Regions from separate parts of the Xenopus laevis genome. Here region 1 is linked to region 2. A link is a contact called in public Hi-C data. All regions are on one chromosome and are shown on one strand. Each heading gives the region's core, a stretch centred on a gene start, on an enhancer-like site or on the middle of the called end of the contact. The rest is flanking DNA. Distances are from core to core; before and after follow the strand shown. Region 1 holds the start of rab11b.1.S (RAB11B, member RAS oncogene family, gene 1 S homeolog). Region 2 has its middle 18 kb from the start of angptl4.S.

The links. A called contact is a pair of places that touch in the nucleus more often than the background predicts.
Region 1: a contact with region 2 is called in a Hi-C map of the XL177 cell line, with 2.9 times the contacts expected there. The contact joins the promoter of rab11b.1.S here to the enhancer-like site in region 2. A contact is called at or near these places in 2 of 4 Hi-C or Micro-C datasets (the XL177 cell line and the XTC cell line).

The regions. Positions count from the first base shown.
Region 1 is chr1S:92,051,078-92,058,549 of Xenopus_laevis_v10.1, forward strand. It overlaps rab11b.1.S (RAB11B, member RAS oncogene family, gene 1 S homeolog), which reads left to right and starts at 4,085. Exons shown (of 5, transcript NM_001086663.1): 1 at 4,085-4,249. The coding sequence starts at 4,210.
Region 2 is chr1S:92,015,524-92,022,628 of Xenopus_laevis_v10.1, forward strand. No RefSeq gene overlaps it. Among protein-coding and RNA genes, the nearest start is that of angptl4.S, 18 kb to the right of the region's middle. Within about 2 kb of position 1,553, at least 1 of the 7 cell types and tissues checked has an H3K27ac peak or open chromatin away from gene starts, as enhancers often do.

The sequences.
Region 1 (7,472 bases), core at 2,835-5,334, 38 kb after region 2:
TACTGAATTCTAGCAGTTTTAAAATACTAAATTGTGCAATAATGTAAGAGAGCTACAGTATATTCCAATATTGTCTAAAATCAAGGCAAAAACAGTGTTTATGTAATTATCTTTGCAATGAAATATTATTACATCGTGTTTAATGTCTTAAAGTATCTGCTTTGGTTTATCTCTGACCTGGTACATCTGGACAAAGCCATAAAGAGTGGTCAAACTGCATCTTCGGTTTACAATGCATAGTTAAAATTGTATAAAGTTTAAAAAGGCTCTCGTGCAACATTTGCCAACATCTAGCAATCCATAACAAATCTGATGTTTTCAAAAACACTGACCAGTAAATGGTATCTGCTGAATGGTTGCTATGGCTTAATTACATAGGTCCCCATTATGCGCTTAAAGGAACAGTAACACCAAAAAATTTTAGTGTTTTAAAGTAATGAGAATATCATGTAGTTTTGCCCTGCACTGGTGAAACAGATCTGTTTGCTTCAGAAACACTACTATAGTTCATATTAACAAGCCGTTGAATAGCAATGGTGGAAATTTAAAAAAGGCTATATGGCACAGGTTAAATAGTGTATAACAGATAACATTATGTTCTACAGAGCTTACACTATCTGCTATCTGCTGTGTAATTTGAGCCTTTTCTCATTTGAATGGCTGCCCCCATTGCTACACAGTATCTTATTTATATAAATAGTAGTGTGTCTGAAGCAAACACAGCAGTTTTACTAGTGCAGGGCAACTACTCTGCCTCTCGCTCAATAATATTGCAGCCTTATGCTTGTTACTTTTCATATAGAGACATGCAAAACAGCATTGTATCTTTAATTGTATTGTGTACAAATAAACTGTATACTTTTGAGTAAGACCCAGAGCTAAAGCACCTGAAGCATGCTAAACATGTGTTGTTAATCAGCAAAAAAAAAGGTATGTGCATTTTTGAAGCTCAGATGTTTCCAGCTAAAGGGCAATGAAGACCTTGGGTTTGTACAGAAACCCAAAACATGAGGTATAGCCTGTCTTTGAGGTTTAAGGGATTATGTAATAAAAGTTTAGCTAGGAGCTAAACTTTTTTTTGTACTTATCATTCTTCCCTTTTTATAACATAAGCACCAAATATAATATTTACTGGCTTGCAGATCAAAATACCAGCTGGTTGGCAACCCTTTTCATGCACTTTAGAAAAGTAACTTCAGATGAATATTTGGGTATAAATTGTTATTGTTCTGCGTAAACTCACTGCTGACACCTTTTGTCCATTTGTGAGTGTGCGATTCTTTAAAGACATCAGAGTGCGCTGCTACAATGTGTGGTGTTTTGTCCATTTTACAATAGTACAATTTCTGGCTCAGTCAGTTACTATGTTCTTGGCAGGGGCAGACATACTGCCAGCAATGTACCTATGTCTCCAGGTTTGAAATGAAAAAATGTTTCTAATATAGTTAGTTAGCCAAAAATATAATGTATAAAGGCTGGAGTGACTGGAAGTCTAACATAATAGCCAGAACACTACTTCCTGATTTTCATCTCTCTAACTCTGAGTAAGTCAGCGACTATAGAGGGCCACAAGGAACATAACTGTTCAGTGAGTTTGCAATTGATCCTTAGCATGCAGCTCAGATTCAAAAGCAAACAGTTATGACCTATGTGGCCCCCTCAGGTCACTGATTGGTTACTGCCTGGTAACTAATCAGTGGAAGCCAAGAGAGCTACAATGCATATTTTATTATGAGTACATTAAGAGGCACATTTATCAAGGGTCAAATTTCGATTTCATATGAGTTGTTTTAAAACTCCCATGAACTCGAAATTCGACCAATCGAAATTTATTATTAAAACAAAATTTCTAAAACTCGGATGAATAGAATCGACCGGAAAACTCGAATAAAATTCGATTCAAATTAAAAAAAACTCGATTCTCCAAAACAAAACTTTAATTTCAGGAAGGCTGCAAACAACTCAAAATTGATTCCTGGCCCTCTCCCATTTACTTAAAACAGCAATTTGGCAGGTTTTAGATGGCAAATAGTGGAATTCGAGTTCTTAAAGGGTCAGAGTATGATAAGTCTCAAATTCAAATTTTTATAAAAACTGAATTCTAATTTGAATACCTGCCTAGTCTAATTTGACCATAAAAAATTTGAATTTTCAATGTGACCCTTGATAAATCTGCCTCTAAGTTTTAAGGGGCACATATATAAATAATCATACAGTTATGGTAAGAAAAAACTGTGCATAATTGCAACTAATGGTGCTGGCCTATCAAATGTCACTCCATCTCCTTTTATTAGTTAGTGGTTAGTATATACTATGACATCCTTGAACCAATGTATGTGGGCTTTCCTTTAGCAAAAGTAAATGAATATTGATTTCTTCCAATTATAAGTGTCACCCAGACACAAAAAGCTGTATAATAAAAGTCCTTTTCAAATCAAACATGAAATCCAATTTCTATTTTTTATTAAAGCATTCATAGCGGTTGTAAGTTCATTTAAACATCTCAGCTGACAATCAAATATTGTCTGTCCCGCCTCTATGCCCGGCAGACAGTTACTTTCACTTTCCATTCAGCACTACCTAGAAATCTCTGCTCTCCCCACATTCCCCCGTTCTCTTCACTGTTTAATTGTGTAGCCAGGGCATGGGGATGGACATCAGGTCCCCCATTCTAGTGCACAAACAAGATTCTTGATGCAAAGCTTGTCTTAATAAAAGTGTCCACAAAATGGCTCCTGCCTGCTTGCTATAATTTTGAATTCCCAGACTGAAGGAAACAAGATTCAATTAATTTATATAGTGTAATTAAAGTTCATTTTGCTTGACTGATGTGATAAAATAGGATTATGAACAATTTTTTTGGGTGACGGGTCGCCTTTAAGGAATAAATGCACACATGTAATATATAACATGTTTTTAAAAAAAATTATTTTAGGAAAAATACTTCAAAATAGCATTTGTCATATCTGAGTGACATTTGGCAAACAATTATCTTGCGTATATTTTCTAAATTAGTTCAACTAGTTCAGCTATATAAAAAACACATACAGGTAAGTGGCGGTGTCTTAGTTTATTGAGGATTTGGAAGCTGCCACCACCTTATATTGTATTTAGGCGTTGACTGAAGTCCTTCAGAGTTGTACAGCCACAAATGAATTAGTAACATGTGAGGAAATAATAAGGAAGCAGGAAAACAAGTCAGAAATGTTGGTCACATCCCTTCACCAACATTGCTCTTTGGTTTAGGGCAGTGATCCCCAACCAGTAGCTCGTGAGCAACATGTTGCTCTCCACCCCCTTGGATGTTGCTCTCGGTGGCCTCAGAGCAGGTGCTTATTTTTAAATTGCTGACTTGGAGGCAAGTTCTGGTTGCATAAAATCCAGGTGTAATGCCAAAAAGAGCCTCAATGTAGGTTGACAATCCACATAGGGGCTGCAAAATGGCCAATCACAGCACTTATTTGGGACCCCAATAACATTTTTAATGTTAATGTTGCTCCCCAACTCCTTTTACTTCTGAATGTTGCTCACGGGTTCAAAAGGTTGGGGATCCCTGGTTTAGGGTATGTGGCGATTATGTGCACACCCCATAACGATAGAAAACCTGTACAGAATAAATACATGTACATTCAATGACTAAGCTGAATGAGGTACTGGAGGAGAGCAGGAGAACAATGGTTTGTTTATGAAACTAATGCTGTGCAGCAGGAAAAACAGTGGCAAAGGAATGCAGAACTATCCGAGCCCAGACCACATACCACTCCTCAATGGATAGAAGCCCACATAACACAACCCATACCTGCAGCTCGTTATCAGTCTCTCCCATTGGCCAATTGGCCTATCGATCACATCTCGCCGAGCTGTTATTGGTTTAACCTACGCGGTACGCCTTTCCTGCAACTCGACTAGCCAGTAATATCTTCATTTTTTTTATCCCTTCCGTTTCGTCATAAACGCTACATGAAAGGCTGTCACCCTGGTCACTTATGAATTTAACCCGCCCTTCAAGGGGAGAGGAAAGAGCCTAGCCCTGCTGTTATTGGCTCTCGTGACTCTCATTTAATCCGTCTGTTTTAGTGTTGTGGTTTAGGATTGGGTATTTCGCCGGTCGTTCAAACATTTTGTTCTGCCTCTGAATTTAGTGTTAGTATCGCTGTTTCACCTGGACGGTCGCTGGTTTGTTAACCGGGAGAAGATCTCTAGGAAAAAATGGGAGCCAGAGATGACGAATACGATTATTTATTCAAAGGTATTATGAGATTGTGCGGGTTGGGGCGAATGTTTGAATTGCATTGACTAGGCCGCTGTGCCTTGGCCTTTGGTTAATGGAGTTTTCCTGTACTAGAATTGGGCTCTGTTAGAGGACGAGGCTGCGTTAGAGACGAGATAACCTGCGTTGTATGTGCAATAGCCTGAGGTATTAGAACTAGTTTACAGCCCCTCCCCCTGTTTTGGGAGTTGTAGCCCTTCAGCATTTGGAAGGCCGCAGGCTGGACACTATGATAAATGTGTGCATTGAGCTTATTTCAAAATACCAGTCTCAGGAGGGCAAGTGAAGCAGAACAAACACTTTGCCACAGTGTGTTTGATCATCTAAAACCTCTTGTAGGATCCCCTCTTACCTTAACCTGCTGGCTGCTTGTGTACATGTATGGGACCTGTTGTCCAGAATGCTCTGGACCTGGGGTTTTCCAGATTACTGATCTTTCTGTAATTTGGATCTTCATACCTTAAAGGAGAAGGAAATCTATTGGGGCATTTTATTGCCTATAGATTAGCCACAATAGTGCAAGCTAGAATGCTATATTTATTCTGTAGAATGTTTTACCATACCTGAGTAACCCGCTCTAACAGCTCTCTGTTTGTTTAGGATAGCAGCGGCAGTATTAGCTTGCTGTGACATCACTTCCTGCCTTAGTCTCTCCCTTCTCAATTATAGCTCTGGGCTCCGATTACAGCAGAGAAAGAGGGGGTGAGGAAAGAGGAGCAAACTGAGCATGGTCACGCCTGGGGCAATGAGGTTTAAGCTGAAGGCAGGAAGTCTGATACAGAAGCCCATGTGTACACAATAGAAGGAAAGAAATGCAGTGTTGCTTTTGACAGATTTACGTTTTAACCTTTCCTTCTCCTTTACATCTACTAGAAAATCATGTAAACATTAAATAAACCCAACAGACTGTTTTTGCTTTCAATAGGATTATGTATATCATTGTTTGCATCAAGTACAAGGTACTGTTTATTATAGAGAAAAAGGAACTATGTAACTATTTAAATAAAATGGAGTCTATGGGAGATGGACATTCTGTAATTCTGAGCTTTCTGGAAAATGAATCCCATATCTGTATTTAACTGGTTCACGGACATGCTTTAGCTTAAAAATACAAACTACAAGGAAAAGCACTTTCCCTGCTGATGCATTACGATTTTGCCCAATTTTGGAGGTGTGCCTGATGCCCAATAGCTTTGTCACACTTCGTGTGACTTCATTTAAAAATGTTTGTTCTGCTTCACTTGCCCTCCTGTGCATGGTATTTTGAGATCAGCTCTGCAGTATGACCTTATATCTCTTCCAGAATCCCTGCACCTTATCATTGCATTTTGGTAGCAGCGCATTTACATATTGAACTGTTATGTGTAAGGATGCTAGTACTAATAATACCTGTACAATATCAAAACTAAAAAAACTTTCTTCTTGAACAGCTTATGACTACCTCAGATACACTTCTTGAAAAGTGCTTTTGTTCACTAACGGTGACTAAATATTCTGTATGCAAGCAGTGTAATGGGACAAAGCTGTAAGAGGACGTTGGCATAGGGTAGGACTCGCGCGCACACACAACTCCTTTAGAGAATGAGGATCTTTATTGTCGCATGGTATCTTCAAAATTACAGGTTTTCCTCAAAGTCTAGATGGAAGCCAGCCTGCACCTAGTGGTTCTGCCTGTAAATGATGCCAGGGTTGGGCACTGCTATAGCTGGTTACTGGAACATGTGGGTACAGCTGTGATTGTTTACAGCCGGGCCATCTCTGTGATCTTCCATGTATATATAAAAAGAAAGACTAACAATTTAGATATCTTGTTAGCCAGCTTTGTAAGCCATAAAAGGAACCCTCCCTGTCGTAAACACAAAACAGGGTTTGAGTCTTTCTGCCAACCACAAATGCAGCTTCCAGAGGGGCCAATTAACATTACTTTTTGAGTGGGCCATTATAGGTACCAATCCAGCCCTGAATTATGATAGTGCCAATCACAGCTAAGACTGCTTGAACAATGAGGTGCCCAGTTTAGTCTGCATATAGAATCCAGACCGTGCACAAATCTTGGGTATTTTGTTATAGAGGGTCCTGGGATTGTTTGCCCTCACAGTGGGGGTCAAATACCAAAGAATGCTGTCTGGCTACACTTAGCATTAAACAGAGCAAAGGTTATCGGTTGCATACCATTTGTTGGAGCAATGTGGGGGGGGGGATATTAATATACGTTCAAGCATAATGCTATATAATAAGCTATATTATCACAAGCACTACCAATGGATCTTAAGTTGGCCATACATGGGCTGATAAAAATTAATTGCTTCCTTTCCAGACTCTGTACTTTATAGGCCTGTGTATTGGACCTCAGGAGGTTTGGCCTGGTGAAACCCTGGATAAGCTGAATCCTTATTGGAAGCAAAGCCAGGTTATTGGGTTTATTTAATGTTTAAATGATTCTCTAGTAGAGGTAAGGTATGATAATCCAAATTACGGAAAGATCCATTATCTGGGAAACCCCAGGTCCCGATCATTCTGGATAAGCGGTCCCATACCTGTATAACGTTTATGGCTACCTTGGGCAGACTTGGATCCAAAAAAAATCTTTTAAAGGGTCACATTTAGTCCATATTTTGAGTCCACATACATGTCATCGTAGTGTGAGCCAAGGGGTTCCTGACCAAATGGACCTGAAATGGGAACTTTAATTGAAAATCCTCAAAACTACTCATATGAAATGGTTTATCTGTAGCATACTTTGGATTTTATGAATTACAGTATAATTTAAATGTGACCTTCCCCTTTAGGGCCAGGGCACACTGTTATTTCGGGAGATTAATTGCCCAGCGACAAATTGCTTCTTCTTCGATCCACTAATCTCCTCAAACTGCCTTCCTGCCGGCTAGAATGTAAATCGCCGGAGGAATGGCAGTCGGATTGCTTCGGCATTCCGAAGTCGCTTGCATATCGCCAAAATACTGCAGGGAAGATAAGTATTGAACATGTCAACCTTTTTTTCAGTAAATATATTTCTAATAGGGCTATTGACATGAAATTTACACCAGATGTCGATAACAACCCAAGTAATCCACACATACAAAGAACTCAAACAGTCCATAAATTGTGTAATAAAGTGGAATGACACGTCATAAGTATTGAACACATAACAAAAGGAGGTGCAAAAAGGCATGGAAAGCCAAGAAACCTGCTGAAATCTGTC
Region 2 (7,105 bases), core at 303-2,802:
ATACATGTTAATAATAATAATAATAATTATATATATATATTTCAGGATAAAATAGAGGAGCATTCCCAGCTACAAGATTAAGTATGTACAATCCAGTGCAATTTGCACTCCAATTTATTCAAACATGTATTGTCTATGATGAAGGGTATTCCTGAAACGTGTTAGACGTTAATTTCACAGCAGCCATCTGCATTTTTTAATGGATCAGTAAATAATAGTCTTATTTTATGAGGCAGTGTGCTCTACATTGTTTCTTTTTTTGCCTCTGTCAAATATTTATTGTGTCAAAGTTTGGTCCCTCTCAGGAGATCTTTCTCAAGATGTTTATGACCAGCAAGACATCACCACAACCTATAAACCCAGTGGTTCAAACTTGGTGCCAAATACAATTCATGGCATCACAGATTCATTGTATATTTAAGTAGTTAAGTAAGCTGGGTAAGCTCATATTATATACCTCATATATATCATGGCACAAATAAAGTGAAAAGAGGAGCTAAAATACCAATTCCCTGGATAATATACAAAGTAAAATAATAGAACTGTACTGGAGACGTAGCATTACAATACTGTACAGTTCCACTAGATGGGAACCTAACACCGTCATGCAGTTGTCAGAGTTAGGAGCATCATATATTTTGTTGCTGGAGTGAATGGCCCCAGCAATCAGCTAACATTTTATATTGCAATCTAGAAAGAGACGGAAGAGGAAAGCATATCGTTTTAAAAATAAAAAACAAAAACCATGAAGGCAATAGAAATGTTTCTAGTACTATTCTATAAAATAACATAAAATTAAGATAAACTATGCCTTTAAGTCTAAGGGGGAGAATATATAAAAGAAACTGGTCAAAGCCATCATTTCCACGCTTGTCATATGGAATCATGATAATATGACAAGCAACACCACCTTTGAATGTACCGACTAGGACACTGGAGTACCTGAGGCTCACTTAGTGGCATATTTAATAGTGAGAAATGACAAACTTTCATTGTAAATAAGAAATAAAAATTTAATTTGCATTTATTAAAATACAAGTACAATAAATCATTTTACATTTATGCCACTGCAGAGTAGGGTTGCCACCTTTTGCTAGAGACAATTGAAAAAGGGAGTGATGATGTAGAGGAGGGGGCAGGACAAATGGGTGGAGTTATGGTTTAAAAAGAGGTGGGACTCAGGGCCGCTTTAACAATGCAAATTAAAGGGCGTCTGTCCAGGGTCCACTGCTTTTGGGGGCCCACTGCGCCAAAAAATAGAGGGGGCGGGGCGAGACACAGGGAGGGAGGAAGATGGAGGGAGGGGACGCACGCAAGGAGGAAGACGGAAGTAGGGGACACAGGGAGGGAGGAAGATGGAGGGAGGGGAGGTACACAGGGCGTAAGACGGAAGGAGGGGTCACAGGGAGGGAGGAAGATGGAGGGAGGGGGCGCATGCAGGGAGGAAAACGGAAGGAGGGGACACAGGGAGGGAGGAAGATGGAGGGAGGGGAGGCACACAGGGAGGACGATGGAGGGAGGAAACACAGGGAGGCGGGACCGGTTTAAAAAAAGTTGGAGGGCCCACTAGTTGACTCTTTCCACAGGGCCCACCAAGGCCTTAAAACGGCCCTGGTGATACTATGCCACTGATGAGAGCATAAGGCAGTGATTAGATAACTAGTAAGTAGTAAGGGTTCGGGGACTGTCTGGGTAAGAGCAAGATAAGGGAGATTGGCTGGGAATTGGGTCAGTCTGGTACATTTGTGGTATTAGCGCCGGCCTCGGCAGGTATTTTATTGGATAGGCTGGTGAAATGCCAGTGAGGTTGCAACCCTACTGCAGAGCCAATGCATTTTTTCACCAAAAGTAATTTTGCCACTACAATTGTATTGCAAAAATTAGGCACATTACTTGAAATTAAGTGCATTTACCATGTAATGATGCAAACTTTGGTAAAGTTAGTTTTTAAATGTGACCCTATGTGCTGGATTTATTTTATACCACAATGATACATATATATTCCTCTCTCTATATATAAACATAGAAGGAATATCCCGACATAGTATTGCAATCTGAGACAGGTAATCTGACACTTTTGTTTCTCTGCACTTGTTTTTGAGGCCAAACCTATCTCACAGTTTTTTGCACATTCCCTGAAACCACATTTATGCCAAGAATTTGCACTTTCTGTAAATGCTTACTTCATAACAGAAGTAAAAGAATAGGCTCTCTGTATATTATGCTTAGAACAGTATGAAACTTACCTTAAATTCACTGGTGCTTTGTTATTCACATAAAGGAAAATAATACAAATGTCATCAGCCTTGCTGCTACCAGCACAGTAAGCAAAGCAGGCCTCACTTACTACATGGGCAGGGTGCAAAGTGCAAACAAACAGGTCTTTCCTGCATTTTGCACCCTGTGGTACACTTAAATTGGCCATACACGGAGAGATCCGCTCGTTTGGCGATGTCGCCAAACGAGCGGATCTCTCTCTGATATGCCCACCTTGAGGTGGGCAATATCGGGCTGATCCGATCGTGGGCCCTAGCGAATGGGAACGGGTGGTCGGGATGCGGGACCGCATCAACGAACATATGCGGCCGCGATCCGACATTTTAAGATCACGGCCGCGATCCGACGGGATTTTTAGTCCCATCCGATCGAGATCTGGTCGACTTTCGGCCAGATCTCGATTGGGGAAGCCCGTCGGGGGGGCCTGATACACTGGCCAATAAGCTGCCGACTCGGTCTGTTGGCAGCTTTTATCGGCCCGTGTATGGCCATCCTTAGCGCCTAGAGATGCAGGACTTTGCCATTCATAATGGAGCATAAAGACCTGCAACTAAAGGTCCCCATAGACACAAAGATCTTTCGTTGGTGAATGAACGATTTCAGTGCAATCCGACCAATTCTTCAAATATCATGAGGTTAGCGGGAATCAAACGATTGTCATCTTATGATTTTTAGTCCATCTGTCAGAAAATTGATCTGCCAGGTTAAAACATTTTTTTTTAGTCCCAGTGCAAGCTATCTATGTTTGCAGGGCCAAGCAGGCAGCTACCCTCAGTTTTCCTGGCAGTATTACTTGAATAGTCTTTTTAGTTGATGGACAAATCGTACATTTAAACAATCGTTTCGAGATAATCGTGGTCTCACGGTAATGAAAAGATCTTTTAAAAATCTTTACATCTATGGCCAGCTTTACAGATGAATACAGCACAGCCTCTTCCTCTCTATACAAGTCAGATATTACATAGTTAATTTAGGTTTAAAAAAGACAAAATTTGATCAAATTCAAATTAATCTCAGTTAATATTTTATAGATATATACACATACCTATACAGAACTATCTATGCACATATATAAATATATAATATATATAAACTGTATATACTGATATCTTCTATATACTAAAATAATTGTAGATCTTAAAGGAGAAATTAAGCTCGACTGTCGATTTAGGCCTCCAAAAATGCTCCAGTAGCTCCCCATCTTCTTTTCTGTTGATTCACTGCACATGCTCTGTGCTGCTCTCAGTTACTGAACTTAGGAACCAACTTACAATATACTGTATATACAGAATATAAATGTCATAATAAGGCTGATTAGTAATTAATACAGATAATTACTACATGGCAGCCCATAAACCAGTGCAACTAGCATCAGCATAAATTATAAGCCTTGTAGCATCATCTTATATTACAGACCAACCTCATTTTCTGCTTGATAATTAGTGACGACCTCTAAGCTTATCTTCTCAACAGCTGCTCAGAGCCCACTGAGCATGTGAGTGTCACAGACACTTTCCAAGATGGTGATCTCCTGAGACTGGTTTGAAGTCCTGGATCATTGCTGCTATTGAGAAGCTGAAACTTTATTTTTCATACCGGCCCAGTTCAAACCTGTGTTTAGGGAGCAATGGTGGGCACAGGATGCACTCAGAATGCCTGGTCTCTATATTCAAATACCTTCAAAGCATAACATCTCATAAAGGTAACCCCATACAGTGAGTATATTGTTGCAAATATAGATTCATAATAATATATTATTAGTAAAGATATTTTATACAGATGCAAAGATAATTTTTATTCTAAACCAGTGTCAGAAAAGCAATGACCTGATAAAAAACCAAAAATTTTTTTGTTGATTTAATTAATTTTTGTTTATAGGATATTCTTAGTATTTGAGGCTGCACTGCCTTGAGTTAATAATAGAAGCAGATTGTGAAACAACTGCAGCTCTATTTATTGTGTTTATTCATGGAACTGCACTACCAGTCATGTTAGATAAAATATTTGTTGGCGTGACATGCAGCTTATACAAAAAAAACAGGAGTTTGGAAAAACACAGTTAAAACAGTCAGTTATAGACTATAATTTTCCAGTAGATACGGAATGAAAAATATCAAGGTTGGATTTCATCCTGCAAAGCTTCTTGGGCAGATCTTAAAATGTCAATAGATTGACTATTCTTTGAAGGGCTGTGGTTCGCTTCCAAGGGGTTGTCCAAACACTTTTTTTCAGTTCAGTTGTTTTCCGATGATTCATCAGAAATAAAGACTTTTTTCAAGTACTTTCCATCTTTTATGTTTTACCTTTTTTAAATTATATATTGTGTTTCCTGGCCGGCCACTGTTTTAGTGATTGTATAATAAATTCTATTTTTAAATATATTGGTTTTTGCAATCCACCTTCTATTTATTTATTGTCTTCAGATCTGTAGCATCCGTCACCTTGCCCGTACTGTTTTCGTACCATGATGTGCCCTTTTCACTTAGAGGGTTCCTAAGGGTCTGTCTTCATTTAAAGGACTCCTTTAAGTATATACTGTAGTTACTGGTTCAAGCTTTTCACTACACTCCATGAAGTTCATGCTACCACCTTGTAGATTTATGAATTGATCATCAGTCTTTCACCATCAGAGTAAGGACTTGGGGATACTGGGAGTTGTAGCTTTAATGCTGCTGTTATACCAGCATTTTCTTTACCCCAGGCTCAACTATTTATTTTTAGCTCAAAAGGTTATAAAAATGGCAACATATCATAAAGTATGGTCATGTGTTTTTAATTTCATTTATCAACAGCACATGAGAAGCAACATGACTCTCCCTTCGCAATAAACACATAGTATCCAAAGTGTGTAAGGTGTGTGACTTGCTGATCATGTGCCCCGGATACCCTTAAGCTGTGGGCAACTCCCTGCAGTGTGTAAGGGTAATGGCCCTTACCCTCAGATGAATCCTGCTTGCCTTCTGTTACACAGACCTACTAGATTGTAATGAAGAGCAGGCATATTGCTTCTTTAAAAATTAACGGGTTTATTGAACACATCAGACCGTCTTGATCAGAGCATTTCAGGCAGACAATGGAAAACCTTGACACTTTAGGATGTCGCAAATAGATCCCTCTAAGGGTGTAGCACAGCCTCTCTTGGTGATGTTCCCCAGCACTAGGAATCCCACGGGACATCTTGCTCCTTCGCTCTTTCCCTGCTCCTGAGCTCACCCACTAGTGTCCCTGTATGGCAGCTTGATCATGATAAGGGTGCTAACCCCAATTGGAGCCAGAAAGCTGCTCACTAGCTAATTTGCTGCTACCTTTCGATCCAAAAGTGACTTTGACATAAAACTACTACCACTAAATAAACTTTCCCTTAATTGGGGCCTGATACTGTCCAGACCCAATACTGCACTCACCTCCCCTCATGGTGGGAGTTCAGGAAGAGTCTTAAGCATGTGCTCTCCCTTCTTTTAAACACATCCTCTTACTGGGCAAACTTTGAACTACAATGGACACAGGAAAAGGGACATAGCTGCCCGGGTGAATCAAAGGAGCACTTTGGTGTTCAAATACAGGAGAAACTGCGTAAAAAATACCTAAACCTCAGGGGACAGTGTGAAGTCCTGTCCCTTTTGTTACCCAAAATAATCATTGGGAATACATGTTCTGTATATATTATGCTTGGCTTTGCTCCACTGATCACAAGTTTTATTTAACTATCAAGGTCCGCACTTTTCTCTATTTCCAATAAAAAGGCATGGGGAATGTTTCATTTGTTTTCATTGGAATGGTGCCTACTGGAGAAATGCTGTTTACAACTGTTAGGGCACGATACATATCCATGAAGACATAACATGGGTGCACTCTAGTATTTTCCTCTTTTACAGTACAAACAGCAGACATTACAACATTAAGCCAAGATTTAAGGACAACTTTTTCAAAATTAACTGAACTCGTATAACCTCTTCCTGGCAGTGGGGGCAGAATCTAGTACTGGTCAGCATTAAGGTGGTAATTCCATAAAGCTTCAGTACTTTCTTTTATCCACTGGCAAACATAGTGTGAGGAACTTACCTGGTGGTCTAGTGGGGGGACGGCAGCGACGCCTACCGCCCCCTCAGCGGGGACGCCCACCTCGCAGTGCGGTCTCAGTTAGTAGGCCGCGTGTGCCTGTTCCTGGTGCTTCTTAGCGTTTGCTATTCTGCTTTTTGAACCTGTTTGATTCCTGTTGTGACCCCTGCCTGGCTTTTGACTATTCTGACTTCTGGATCCTGACCCCTGCCTGAATTCCGACTACCTCTTCTGATCAACCTCTGATTGACTTCCTGGTTTGACCTGACTACATTTATTCTCTGCCTGCCCCGACCCAGCCTGATCTGACTACTCTTTTGCCTAAACGCCTTGTACTACGACCTTCTGCCCAAAGACTTTGCTTTACAGTCGTGCCCCTCTGCCTATCTAGAACTTATAGCTTTGCACCTCTCGTTTAAGTCCTGGTGGCATCCAAGTAGCTGAGGGCTCCTCCCGAGGCCAAACGCGGTCACACTACAGGTGAAGCACGAGCCGAGAACAGGGTGCTTGGCATTTGTTCTGGTGTTGGGTGCCAACCATTACACATAGACTCTATGTCACCAGTGCAAAAACTCCTTACATTTCTCAGTTCAGTTTCATTTTGATCCATGCTAAAAGACCATGGAAGGCCATTTGCTACTACCTGAATCCACACCCCATTAAAGAGTTTTTTTTGCATTTTGCCTCTGCTTCTCACTAACCCCCACAGACATAAGTCACAAAAAAACTTAAGCATTTCTCATAAATTCAGCATGGTCTGATTTTGGCA